Linked DNA regions of Zea mays: region 1 is linked to region 2. A link is a contact called in public HiChIP or PLAC-seq data. All regions are on one chromosome and are shown on one strand. The core of a region is the stretch at or near the end of the contact, and the rest is flanking DNA. Distances in the headings are between cores, read along the strand shown. Region 1 holds the start of LOC100304080 (solute carrier family 2, facilitated glucose transporter member 8). Region 2 holds the start of LOC109939172 (sugar transporter ERD6-like 6).

Region 1 (6,515 bases), core at 3,835-6,334, 270 kb before region 2:
TAGGGAGTTCAATTTTTTATTTTTATTAAGTTTCACCCATGTACTTGGTTTTGGTTGGTTCTATTATTTTGCTGTGTTTGTCGGTCATCACCGAGTATATCTAATCACTTGTTGGTTTGAGAGCATACAGTTTGTAAGTTTTTGTGTTTTGGGAGATTGTGTGAAGATTTAGAAAGCAAGCTGATTGTCTTGTGTAAAGATTTTTTTATTGACTCTTATTCACCTTCTATGGTCACATGTTTTGGTTCTTCGGTATGTCGATTGATTTAACGAATGTCAAGTAATGGATCGAGAGACATCTTCATTTACATCCCTGTACATATATTTGAGTATTATGTTCATCAAATTTCCTTGTTTACATGTTTTCATGCAGAATCAATAGCCAATTTCATTTAAACTATAAAATTGCTAAATGAAATAGCTTCTGCTATATTTCACTATATCTTTTTATAGATCCTGGAGGATTTGCCACGCTATTTGCATATATATAGATGAAATACTGGAGCTCACTGGAAGGACCATTGTATCTCCTCGAGAGTTCTTCCCTTTGTCTCCGGCACCCAAAGGATGACAAAGACGAGAGTGAAAGCACTCACCATCATGTAGAAGGCAAATGTACCTGCACGATTTGGAAACAAATGTAACTTGTAAGGTTTGGTAATTCATATGCGATCCTACACTACACAAGAGACCGACACAAATGCATATATGGACCTGCAGCACTCCAGGACAGAAGCAAATTTGCTGTCATTGTTATTCCAAAGGATGTCAACCAGTTGGCTAGGGTCGCAAAGCTTCCTGCCACACTCTTGATGCTAACTGGAAGGATCTGCCAATATGCAAAGTTTCGAGATTAAGCCTTCATTTAGAATCCTTTCATCATGTGCCTCAAGCATCTTATGAGCTAAATTAGTTATATGTGACTATACCTCAGCCATTATGATCCATGGAATGGCACCCATACCAAAGGAGTAGGCAGTGACATAAGCCTGAACAAAGTATTTGGGCAAAAAATTACGGCATAGATTCCAAATTTAGAAAGCAATGTTCATATAAAATGTAGTTGACAGACTTACCAAGACACCAACCAAGGACACCATACTTAAGGTGTTACCCAAGTCAGAGTCATGTGAAATATTGTCCTGAAACGAATAGCCCATGACAAAAAAGAAGAATATTCAGTGAAATGTGTTGTGAGACCCTGCAACAACACTTCGTGTCAAAATGTTCATAAACCATGTATTGCATCAGTATACTAGATTACAATTTTGCAAAGAAAGTTGAACTTACCTTGATGTAAAATACAACAGCAACCACAAGAAGGCTTAGGGTCATCCCAAAAGAAGAAATCTGTAATTTGAAGTGATAGTTAAGTTAAGCTACAGAAGAACCACAGATTAGTGGCTTTAGAGGGAAGCAGACGTTACGATAAGGAGGATTCTCCGTCCAGCCCTGTCCAAGATCTTGGTCGTAACAGCAGTGGCAAGAACCTGATGGAATGTTGTCAGAAGATTAATGAAAAAACATTGGGAGACTAGATCAGGTCTATTTAGTCATTAGGTACTTGCCGCAATCACTCCAAGTATACATGTGTCCAGGTTACTGTTCTTGAGCCCTGGAGAGCTTTGATTGTTAGAACTCACAGTCAAAACAAGGTTAACCGGCACTGTTGTAGACAAATGCAGAGGAGAACTTGGAACAAACAATAAAATGGCAACATTCATCAAAGCAGAGAATGATAAACCATGTTACAACTTACAAGGGGACTAATACATTAGTTTTTTAAAAAAACATACTATAATGCGCTAGGCCTTGAGAAAAGTAAGATCACTTTACTCCATTTTAACTCTTTTGATATTTGTAATCTACTACACTATTCCTATATGTGTAAAAAATGCATATTGCCAAACAGAGACTGACGCTTTTTATTCAGTAAACAGCTAAACAGTTCCGTAATACCCTACTGCTCCAGTCAAATTTGGAAGGAGTAAAAAATCCATTGCTAAAGTTATGATGCTCAACTAGTAGACGAAAACCACAAGCCAGTAAACAAGTGCACAGCTTACCTGCAGCTTTGAAGATGCTACCTGCATAAAAGATTATACCGTTTATTCCACTCAGCTGCTGCAACACAAGTAGGCCCATTCCTAGCTGCGAGAGGTTGCAGCATTGTCATGAGCAGACAGTTTACGAAATGCGATCACTAATTTGGTCCCATATAAGCAGATAAAGTTGCAAACCTACAATTAGGGGCGTGCGGTATTTCTTCTGGTTCAACTCTTGAAAGCTCATTGCACCACTTTTGTTTGCCGATGCTACAGCTATCTGCATAAAATTAAAAAGTTGATCCCACCTCCGATTCCACAAGAATGAAGCACATGGAGCCATGCACCAAATGTTGAAGGAAATAGTAGTAATGATACAGAGTGAAGACTGTTTTCAAATAAGCTGTATCCATCCATTCTAGATGAGTGGAAGCAGGTGCGTGCCTTTATATCATTCGCTTCTACAGTGATGTCAGCGTCCACCCCCCTCAGAACTTGTAGAGAAGCCTCGCACTCATCCATCATATTCATCCTTGCCTATGGATACAAGGGGCAAAAAACGGGCATTGGAGACTGCAATCTGGCAATGATCATTCAGAGTTCATTATCCAGCTTTTTGTGTGTGTGTGTGTGTGTGTACCAGCCATCTTGGAGATTCCGGAATGAAGAACAGTCCAGGTATCAACAGTAGGCAGGGCAAGGTTCCTGCAAGTGTGGCATTTCACACGCTTCACGACAGAAATTATCTCGAGTAGGGACTGAATTCCAAAAACATTCGTCTACTGCATCTGTACTATCTGAGCTCTTTAGGAGTTGCTGATCGTGCGAGCTAAGATATCAGATCAGAGAGTTGAAACGCAAGCTAAGAGCAGCAGCATCAGGTTTATTAATGCATCAGGGTTTCATTACCTATTAACGCAAGAAGCCTCCAAGGAAAAAACAAGCCAAGCACATCGGCAAACACGACACCAAAGGTTGCAGACAACTGCAGAGTGAACAATTGCACACAGTGACGTCAGCATAAAGAAAAGCAAGAAGTGTTTCTCATCATGAGGGAGGGAGGAAAAAAAAAGATAAGACGCTTGTGGGTGCGAACGAACCGGGTTCACGGCGCCAAGAGCTCCTCTCATGTTCTGAGGAGATATCTCTGCTACGTATACCGGCACCTGGTGGCACAAAACCCACAGACCAAAGTTAGCTGATGATGTGACCAGTGTCCATGCTCCCATTGTTCTTATGCCGATGAAAATGACCTTGCTGCTAGGGATGGATCAGTCTGTCTAGAACTAGACCAGCTTAAAAGAAACACAAAAGCGGCAGTGCTTGTAGTCTCAAGGCACGCATAATATATAACCAGGCAAGGCATGGAGTTTTATCACAGTACTAACCACGTAGGAGATGACGCCGACACCGAATCCTTCCAGCAACCTCCCCACGTACAGAAACGAAGTGTCCTGCAGAGCAGAGCAGACATTGACGGCCATCAAAGCCGATGCTGTCATCTGTGAAGACAACGAGTGGAGATAAACCGACACACGTAGTAGCGACTAGCGACATACCCTTGCCAGGGAGATCGCGAGCCAGCCCATGACGTTCGGAACCGCCGCAATCATCAGTGACTGCGAAAGAGTTACCAAGCAGAGCTAGCAGTTAGTGTAGAAGAGAGCTAGCACCGAAGCTTCAGCACGAAACGTCTCTTCTTCCATCGATGGAAGCGTCTGCAGTGAAACCAGCTCTGTCTTGCCTGGTCGTTATCGTTAAGGCGTGTGCGAAATGTTACTGACGGTGGGATAGACGTCCGATGAAAAGCTCAGTCTAACTGATTGAGTTTTCTTGTCACCGCGGATAGGGAGACCTTGGAATCGTTTTCTTTTATTATGACTGGCTAAAAAAGCGCGTAGTCCATCCCTTGACGTGCGCGTTTCCTTTACGCAACCAAAAGTTCTTACTCTACTCTAGTGTTTTTTTGACTTTGGTATAAACTCTGATTAAATTTTAAGTATGTGGCCAGCAGTGCTGTCAATCCTCTGCACAGAGTCATCAGAAACACACCCAAAAAAAAAAGGTACGGGCATCATAGACCACCAAACAACAAACAGTGTGTGCGGGTAGGGAGTAGCGGGGTAAGATTATGCGCTTAACCTGCGCATTACGCAACCAAACAGCACCTCAGTCTTAGTCTAATCTACTGTTAACTCTCTCTCTCTCTCTCTCTCTCTCTCTCTCTCTCTCTCTCTCTCTCTCTCTCTCTCTCTCTCTGCACGGCGAGGAAACAAGGTCGTAGAAAATGAAAAAAAAAAAGAAGAAGCAGAGCTGTGGTTTCGGTTCTCACCCCTCTGCGGCCAACGTACTTGGCCATCTGGCCGCTGGCGATCGCCCCGACCATGGCGCCCACGTTGGACAGCGAGCCGAACACCGAGAACTGCGGGGGGCGACGGAGCTCCGTCAGTTGTTTGCTCGTTCGGTTTTGAGGCCGATCGTGAAGCCAGGCACGGCGCAGAGGCTGCAGCCAGGAGGTACAGTACAGGTAGGTACCTCGGAGATGGAGAGGTCGAGGTCCCGCGTGACGCCGTCCTGCGCCGGCGACGAGTACCCGCTGGTGAAGCCGAACTGGACGGTGCCGAGCGCGACGACGAGCGTGCAGAGTAGCGCGGGCACGTGGTGCGGCGGCCGCAGCGCTGCGGCCTTGGACGAGGTGCCGGCAGCGGCGGCGCCGAGGCGCGCCGTGCTCGTACCTTTCCGGAACCAGCCCCCGCTCCTGGGCGCCTTCGGCAAGAGCGGCTTCTGCAGCGCGCCGCCGTGGTCGCCGTCGCTCGCCATGCGCGCCGCGCTCGCTCGCTCGCACGCCGGACCCGCCACCACGAGCACGACGATCGTCGATCACCAGGCAGGCCTTCCGCGTACGAGGCTGGGTTTGTTTCCTCTCCTGTTCCCCTTGCGTGGGGATCGGCGGTGGGTGGGTCTGGCTGGCTGGCCGGTCGGCTGGGAGGAGGAAACGAAGAGGCCGGCCGAGAGAGGCCGAGGCGAATGTCAGAGCGCAGAACCGCCGCTTGGCCGCTTGGCTAGTTTTTAAGTACAACCCTCACCTCACGGTACTTTAAATATAAAATATAACTAAAACATAATATAATCTCTACTACTCTATAAGACTTTAGTGTAGACCGCGTGCACCATGGTTATGCCTCTCCCATCCATTCAGTCTCCGACGAGTGGGCCGCATGTTGGCGGTCGGCGTTTCAACCCCCGGGGTCCCTGGACCGACGAGTAAATTGTCGCTGCGTGTCTCAGCCCAGATGGGTCGGCGCGAGACGAGACACAAAGGGGGAGAATAGTAAGGGGAAACCTGCGGCCTTCGTGTTGTCCTGCGCCCAGGGCGGATGGATGCGCTTGCAGTAGGGGTTACAAGCGTTCGCGTGGGAGAGAGAGAGCCTTATGCGTCGGCCCGTTCTCCCGCGCGGCCAACCTTCTCGTACAAGAGCCCTGGACCTTCCTTTTATAGGCGTAAGGAGAGGGTCCAGGTGTACAATGGGGGTGTAGCAGTGTGCTAACGTGTCTAGCAGAGAGGAGCTAGAGCCCTAAGTACATGCCGTCGTGGCAGTCGGAGAGGTTTTGGCACCCTGTTCATGTGATGTCGTGGCCGTCGGAGGAGCGCTTGGGCCCTGTGGAAGGACAGCTGTCGGGACTATCGAATCCTTGTTGACGTCTCCTTGCTTTCGTAAGGGGCTGAGAGCCGCCGTCGTCATGGAGCACGCGGGGCACCATCATTATTTGTTTACCCGGGCGAGCCAGATGGGACGCCGGTCTTGTTCCCCGTAGCCTGAGCTAGCTAGGGGTAGGGTAATGATGGCCCCCCTATGACGTGGTCGGTCCGAGCCCTAGGTCGGGCGAGGCGGAGGCTCCTCCGAGGTCGAGGTCGAGTCCGAGCTCTGGGGTCGGGCGAGGCGGAGTCCATCGTCTTCCGGAGCCGAGGCTGAGTCCGAGCCCTGGGGTCGGGCGAGGCGGAGTTCTCCGTCTTCTAAGTCGTGGTTGAGTCCGAGCCCTGGGGTCGGGCGAGGCGAAGTACATCTTCCGAGGCCGAGGCTGTGTCCGAGCCCTGGGGTCGGGCGAGGCGGAGTCCGTCGTCCAGCGTCGAGGTTGAGCCCTGGGGTCGGGCGAGGCGGAGCTTCCTATGGCGCCCGAGGCTGGACTTAGCTGTTGTCAGCCTCACTCTGTCGAGTGGCACAGCAGTCGGAGCGACGCAGGCGGCGCTGTTTTCTTGTCAGGTCGGTCAGTGGAGCGGCGAAGTGACTGCGGTCACTTCGTCTCTGTCGACTGAAGAGCGCGCGTCAGGATAAGGTGTCAGGCGATCCTCGCATTAAATGCTCTTGCAATACGGTCGGTTGGCGTGGCGATCTGGCCAAGGTTGCTTCTCTGCGAAGACTGGGCCTCGGGCGAGCCGAAGGTGTGTCCGTTGCTTGAGGGGGCCCTCGG
Region 2 (6,243 bases), core at 3,608-6,107:
ATTAATGTACTTTGTTGCTACTTTGTGTTTTTCCAAGGCCCACCACATTACACTCCTAGGTACTTTGTCATAAGCCTTCTCCAAGTCTATAAAGACCATATGCAGGTCCTTCTTTTGTTCTCTAAATCTCTCCATAAGTTGTCTTAGTAAGAAAATGGCCTCCATAGTTGATCTCCCGGGCATGAAACCAAACTGATTTTGGGTCACGCTCGTCATCTTTCGCAGGCGGTGTTCAATGACTCTCTCCCATAGCTTCATTGTATGGCTCATGAGCTTAATTCCACGGTAATTAGTACAACTTTGAACATCTCCTTTGTTCTTGAAGATTGGTACTAATGTACTCCGTCGCCACTCGTCGGGCATTCTGTTTGTCCGAAAGATGGTGTTGAAAAGCTTAGTCAGCCATACTATCGCTATGTCTCCAAGGCATCTCCATACCTCGATAGGGATACCATCAGGGCCCATCGCCTTTCCTACCTTCATCCTTTTTAGCGCCTCCTTAACTTCATATTCTTGTATCCTTCGTACAAAACCCCTGTTGTTGTCATCGAATGGTTCGTCCAATTCTATTGTAGAACTCTCATTCCCTCCATTGAACAATATTCCTTCATCTGTAAAAAAAATATATTGCCAATCAGAGGCTCATGCTTTTTATTCATCAAATAGTCAAAACAGTTCCCTAAGGCCCTAATGCTCCAGTTAAATTTGGAAGGAGTAAAAACTCTTTCCTAAAATTTCTTATGAGCAGCTACTAATTGAAAACACAAGTGAACAAGTGCACAGCTTACCTGCAGCTTTGAAGATGCTACCTGAATAAAATACTATACAGTTTATTCCACTTAGCTGTTGCAACACAAGTAGGCCAATTCCTAGCTGTGAAAAATTGTAGCATTTGTCATAAACTAAGAGTTACGAAATGCAATAACTAATTTCGTACCAGATAAGCACATAAAGTTACAAACTTACAATTAGGGGCGTGCGGTTTTTCTTTTGGTTCAACTCTTGAAAACTTATTGTACCACTTTTGTTTGCTGATGTCACAGCTATCTGCATAGAGCTAAAAGTGGATCCAACTGATTTCATCAGAATGAAGTACATAGAGACATATGCCAAATGTTAAAGATAATAATACACAAAGTGAAGACTATTCAAATAAACAGTATTCAATCAGTCTAAATGAATGAAAGTAAAGTGCACGCCTTTATATCATTAGCTTCTGCAGTGATGTCAGCATTGAATCCCCTGAGAACTTGTAGAGAAGTCTCGCAATCATCCATCCTATTCATCCTTGCCTACAAATATAAGGTGGAGAAACGGGCATTGGAAATTGCAATTTTGCATAATTATTTAGAGTTCATTATCCATCTTGTGTGTGTGTATATACCAGCCATCTTGGAGATTCCGGAATGAAGAATAGGCCAGGTATCAAAAATAAGCAGGGCAACGTTCCTACAAGTGTGGCATCACACACTTTATGATACAATAAAAGGGCCTAAAACAAAATATTTGCCTACTACATCTATACTATGCAAAAAATATGTTATAAGAGTTGCTGACCATGTGAGTTAAAATATCAGAGTTGAAATGCAAAGTAAGAGTAGTAGCAGCAGCAGGTTTACTAATGTACCAGGGTCCAGGGTTTAGCCACGTTACCTATTAATGCAAGAAGCCTCCAAGGAAAAAACAAGCCAAGCACATAGACAAACATGACACCAAATGTTGCAGACAACTGTAGAATGACCAATTACACAGTGAGGTTGGCATAATCAAGTCAAGTGCTTGCTTCAAGAAAAGATTAAATGCTTGTGGGTATGAACAAACCGGGTTCACAGCGCCAAGAGCTCCTCTCATGTTCTGAGGAGATATCTCTGCTATGTATACCGGTACCTGGTGGCCCAGAATTCACAGACCAAAATTAGCTGATATAACTACGGGAACGACTGTTATGCAAGCAAAATCTTAGCTGCAGGCGAGCCTCCTGGGCCTTAGATCATTTTGTCTAAAAATGATGACATATCATAGGTTAAAAAGCACAAGTACTCATACTCTCAAGACATAACCAGGCATGAAGTTTTATTATACATACCACATAGGAAATGACACCGACACCAAATCCTTCAAGCAATCGTCCCATGTACAGAAACGAAGTGTGCTGCAGAGCAGACCATACATCGACAGCCATCAAGGCCGATGTTGTCATTTGTGAAGCAATGAGTGGGAATAAACTGACACACTTAGCACCATACTTTCGCGAAGGAGATTGCAAGCCAGCCCATGATGTTCGGAACCGCTGCAATAATCAATGACTGCGAAACAGTAACCAAGCTAGTTAGGTGCTGTTTGGTTCACATATTTGTAACGTGAATGGTAACAGATAACATTAAATCATGTTTATTTGAGTCTAACCATAATCAGATACCACACTAAAAACTGATACCGATCTATTCAAAGTTATTTTTGTTGTCTTTTAAAGTACTGTTTGGTTCACATATTTGGAATATGAATGGTAACATAAAACATTAAATCATGTTTGTTTGAGTATAACCGTAATCAGATACCACACTAGAAATTGAAACCAATCTATTCAAAGTTATTACCGCGATCACTGAATAAGGAGGGGATTTTAGCCCCTCTAATCCCCTCCAGTTTTGTGGCTCTTAAACTAGCCCTTAAGTGTAAATCATTACCGTTACCATTTATGTTACAATACGTGAACCAAACATCATCTTAGGCTAAATGATTACATGGTTCGAGCATCTTTCAAAGCGTGATCCAATCACATCGTGAAGTGATAGCAGGGTAACTGATCCCAAGATTCAGTAAATCTATCACAGCCGATCTGGTCGTTAACTGATTAGGTTTCCCGTTACCACGGATGAATGAACAGAAAAAAGAAGAATCATGTAATCGTTTTCTTATGACGGACCAAAAAGCGCGTAATCTTTGATTCTCTTCCTTTGACGTGTGTGTTACCTTTACGCAACCAAACAGCATTTACTCTACTCTAGTTTTTTCTTGTTCAGGGCACTTAAGTCTACACTCTAATTAAAGAGGTGTTTCGTTCCCGAACTAAATTTTAATTCTTGTCACATCAAAGGTTTGAATATGAATTATAAATATTAAATATAGGCTTAATTAGGTTTAATAAATTTGTATAATCTTTTATTCTTTATTTGTGTAATTTGTTTTATAATTAAATTATATTTGTATCCGTAACTATCATTCAAACATTTGAGGTTAAAGGGTTAAAGTTTAGCTGGGTTGTAACTAGACACCCCCTAAATTAAAATTTAAAATTGCAGTTTCTGTAGATACAGTCTGTGATTTTTGGTTCCGTGAATAAAAACTCCACCGGACAAAACCACAAACCCTTCAAAATCTTATTTATGTTGGCATAAAAACAAATAATAGTTTACAATCATTTCTGTAGTCAGACAAGAATAAGAAATTGATATACAATGCCACAAAAGACAAATAAAAATCGCAAAAATAACAATTTATTGGTGGTATAAAGGTGTTGCTTGAAATCATCTTTAAAATTTAGGCATATTAAATATAGAAAACGTGATAAATTTAAGTAGTGGATAGTGGCCAGTGGTGCTGTCGACCCTCTCTGCACAGAGTCATCAAAACCACCCACCCAAAAATGGGCCCGAGCAGCATAGACCACGAAACTGACAGAACAATTTTCTGAGACATTTGCAAGGAAACAAGTCGTAGAAAAATGAAGAAAGCAGAGTTGTTTCTCACCCCTCTCCGGCCAATGTACTTGGCCATCTGGCCGCTGGCGATCGCCCCGACCATGGCGCCCACGTTGGACAGCGAACCGAACGCCGAGAACTGGGGAGGCGACGGAGCTCCATCAATTATTTGTTCGTTTGATTTTGAGACGAACGCGCCGAGCCGAGCGTGAAGACAAAGCTAGCGTTAGGACGTAGAAACTGCAGCCAGGAGGTACCTCGGAGATGGAGAGGTTGAGGTCCCGGATGATGCCGTCCTGCGTCGGCGAGGAGTAGCCGCTTGTGAAGCCGCACTGGATGGGGCCGAGCGCGACGATGAGCGTGCAGAGGAAGGCGGAGACGTGGGACTCGCGCAGGACGGCCCTGGAGGAGGTGCCGGCGGCGTTGAGGCTGGGCTGGCGCGACCCCGTCCGTTGGCAGCTCCCGCTGTTGGGCAGCAGCGGCTTGTGCAGCCCGCCGTCGTTGTCGCTGCCGCACTCGTAGCCGGCGCCGGGCGCGCTGTTGCTCGCCATGGCGCCCGCGCTCAGCGCCCAACTCGCGGCGAGATTTGATTTGTCTCGTTTTTCTCCAGGTGGGATTGGATGGATGGAGAGAGAGACAGGGGAGGAGGAGGACGAATGGCAGGAGACGAAACGGGGGAGACCCACCACCTCCATTGAATGGGCAAGCCGAGTCGCCGTCGTGAAACTCGTGATAGGCGGCAGGTCTCGCCGGGGTCCCATTTCTGAGCTGAGCTGGACATGACTACCAGCTCATCATCCACATGTCATGTTGGCCGTGTTGTTTTGCCGTTTCTCGGCACTGTGACTACTGTCACTGTCACAGGCGAGGCGAGGCGACAGGACTCGGCGTCCGGCCTCCTGGACGCCTTGCCTAGTCGGCGACTCCCTTCTCGCCACGGTCATTGCCTCCAGTGAGATCCCCACCTTCGCCGCCTCCCCCTCCGTTCCACTCCCTCGCGCGCTCCATCCTCTATCAGCAAGCAGCTCGAGACCTCCGCTGTCGACGCCATCTACACTTGCTTCCTCGCGCTCCTCTCCTCTGCTTCCTGCCGCCGTCCTTGCCCTCGCAGCCGCTGACTTGCGTACTGTTGGGTGCCAAAATGAGTGTCCCGATTTGGACCGGATGGTCCGCGCAAGCGCAGAATAAATTAGGGTTCTGAGTTTCCTCGGAATAAGCTTGGAATTTTGTTGGTAACGATCCAGCCCCTCTTCTCTATAAAAGTAGAGAAATACGGCCAATTTAATCAATCAATCGAACCCTCAATCAATACAATTTACATTTATTCTTAGGAGTAGTTCTACTCTGTTCTAGGTTAGTCTTACAATCTTCAAATTCTTCGCTTCTCTTCGACTCTACGTCAATTAGAGAAGTCTAGGTCGGCCTGCCGAGCCTATACATCACCTAGGATCTCTCCTCCCCGACAGGGTCCCTCCTGAGAGCGAGATCCAGGCGCCACCGACGATCTTCCGCCGCCCTTGCGCACGCGCGGACCGTCCGGTCCCAGGGCGCGGACCGTCCAGTCGTCAGGCAGGAAATCCTAGCCTCGCACCAGGCCGCACCGTCCGCCCCTGTGCAGAGAGCACCGCCGCTGGTTCGTGTTGAGTGATTGGCGCCCGAAAAAAGTGTCAACATACTTTTTGGCGACTCCGCTGGGGAACACACATCTAGACCTATCAAATCGGCCCTCAATGGCCGGTTCAATGGATAGTTCTGAAGTCTCCCCCAACAACATTATAGAGCCGACTTGGGAAACCTTGCCGGCTGACGAACAACTCCAGTTCGAGGAGCACAAGGAGCATCTGATACAAGAGGCAAAAGCGAAGTTTTTGGCTAACTTCAAGGTGGACAGGAACAATAAAGTCGTCCGACAACGGGCGACGGATCCGGCTTCGCTCCGACCCAATGTAAGTAATACAAACGAGCTACAATCTCTTAAGAATTATGTAGATGAACAACGAGAACAAATGCAAAATATCATAGGGGTATGCAAAACGATTATAGGAGACTAGTACGTGCATTTGATAAATCTAGTATCGCAAATTTTCCTTCGCACGAGGTTGAATTATAGGGTAACACGCGTAATACATCGGCTATAGGTTGTCACGACCAGTTACAACCCCTTTATGGGATGTCGATGGACACATACCCTGAGCAACCACAAATCGACAGTAAATCAAGCGATCTGCACATGCCCGGACCGTCCGCACGTGAGCGCGGACCGTCCGGGCCAGCAACGGCCGGGCCCATTTTTAATGAGTTACCCAGCATGCACCCGAGCCACAACATATGACACAGAATCTAAACTACCAGGTCGGACCGTCCGCATACAATGACAAACGGTCCGCATATAATCACGGACGGTCCGGGTACATGTCCGGACAGTCCGTACATGAGTTTTTTGAGAAGGATTATTACCTGAATTCTCACCCGTCCCAGCAACACTTCCCATCACACTATGCAATGCATCAGCCCATTAATACAAAATCCCGAGCCCAGGAGA

What was found. HiChIP or PLAC-seq counts read pairs in DNA pulled down with a chosen protein or histone mark.
Region 1: a contact with region 2 is called in an H3K4me3 HiChIP or PLAC-seq map of leaf, with 8 times the contacts expected there. The contact joins the promoter of LOC100304080 here to the promoter of LOC109939172 in region 2. A contact is called at or near these places in 11 of 25 Hi-C or Micro-C datasets (bundle sheath, ear, endosperm and 4 more) and 2 of 3 datasets of contacts at active chromatin or transcription factors (leaf and seedling).

The regions. Positions count from the first base shown.
Region 1 is chr8:72,942,119-72,948,633 of Zm-B73-REFERENCE-NAM-5.0, reverse strand. LOC100304080 (solute carrier family 2, facilitated glucose transporter member 8) reads right to left here and starts at 5,084. Exons shown (of 17, transcript NM_001165581.3): 1 at 4,581-5,084; 2 at 4,378-4,467; 3 at 3,605-3,664; 4 at 3,434-3,499; 5 at 3,146-3,211; 6 at 2,955-3,030; 7 at 2,686-2,750; 8 at 2,490-2,582; 9 at 2,245-2,325; 10 at 2,067-2,151; 11 at 1,569-1,615; 12 at 1,428-1,490; 13 at 1,291-1,350; 14 at 1,077-1,142; 3 more. The coding sequence starts at 4,865. The coding sequence ends at 507.
Region 2 is chr8:72,676,712-72,682,954 of Zm-B73-REFERENCE-NAM-5.0, reverse strand. LOC109939172 (sugar transporter ERD6-like 6) reads right to left here and starts at 4,857. Exons shown (of 18, transcript XR_004851970.1): 1 at 3,959-4,857; 2 at 3,751-3,840; 3 at 2,247-2,306; 4 at 2,087-2,152; 5 at 1,822-1,887; 6 at 1,654-1,729; 7 at 1,385-1,449; 8 at 1,200-1,292; 9 at 967-1,047; 10 at 789-873; 11 at 439-611.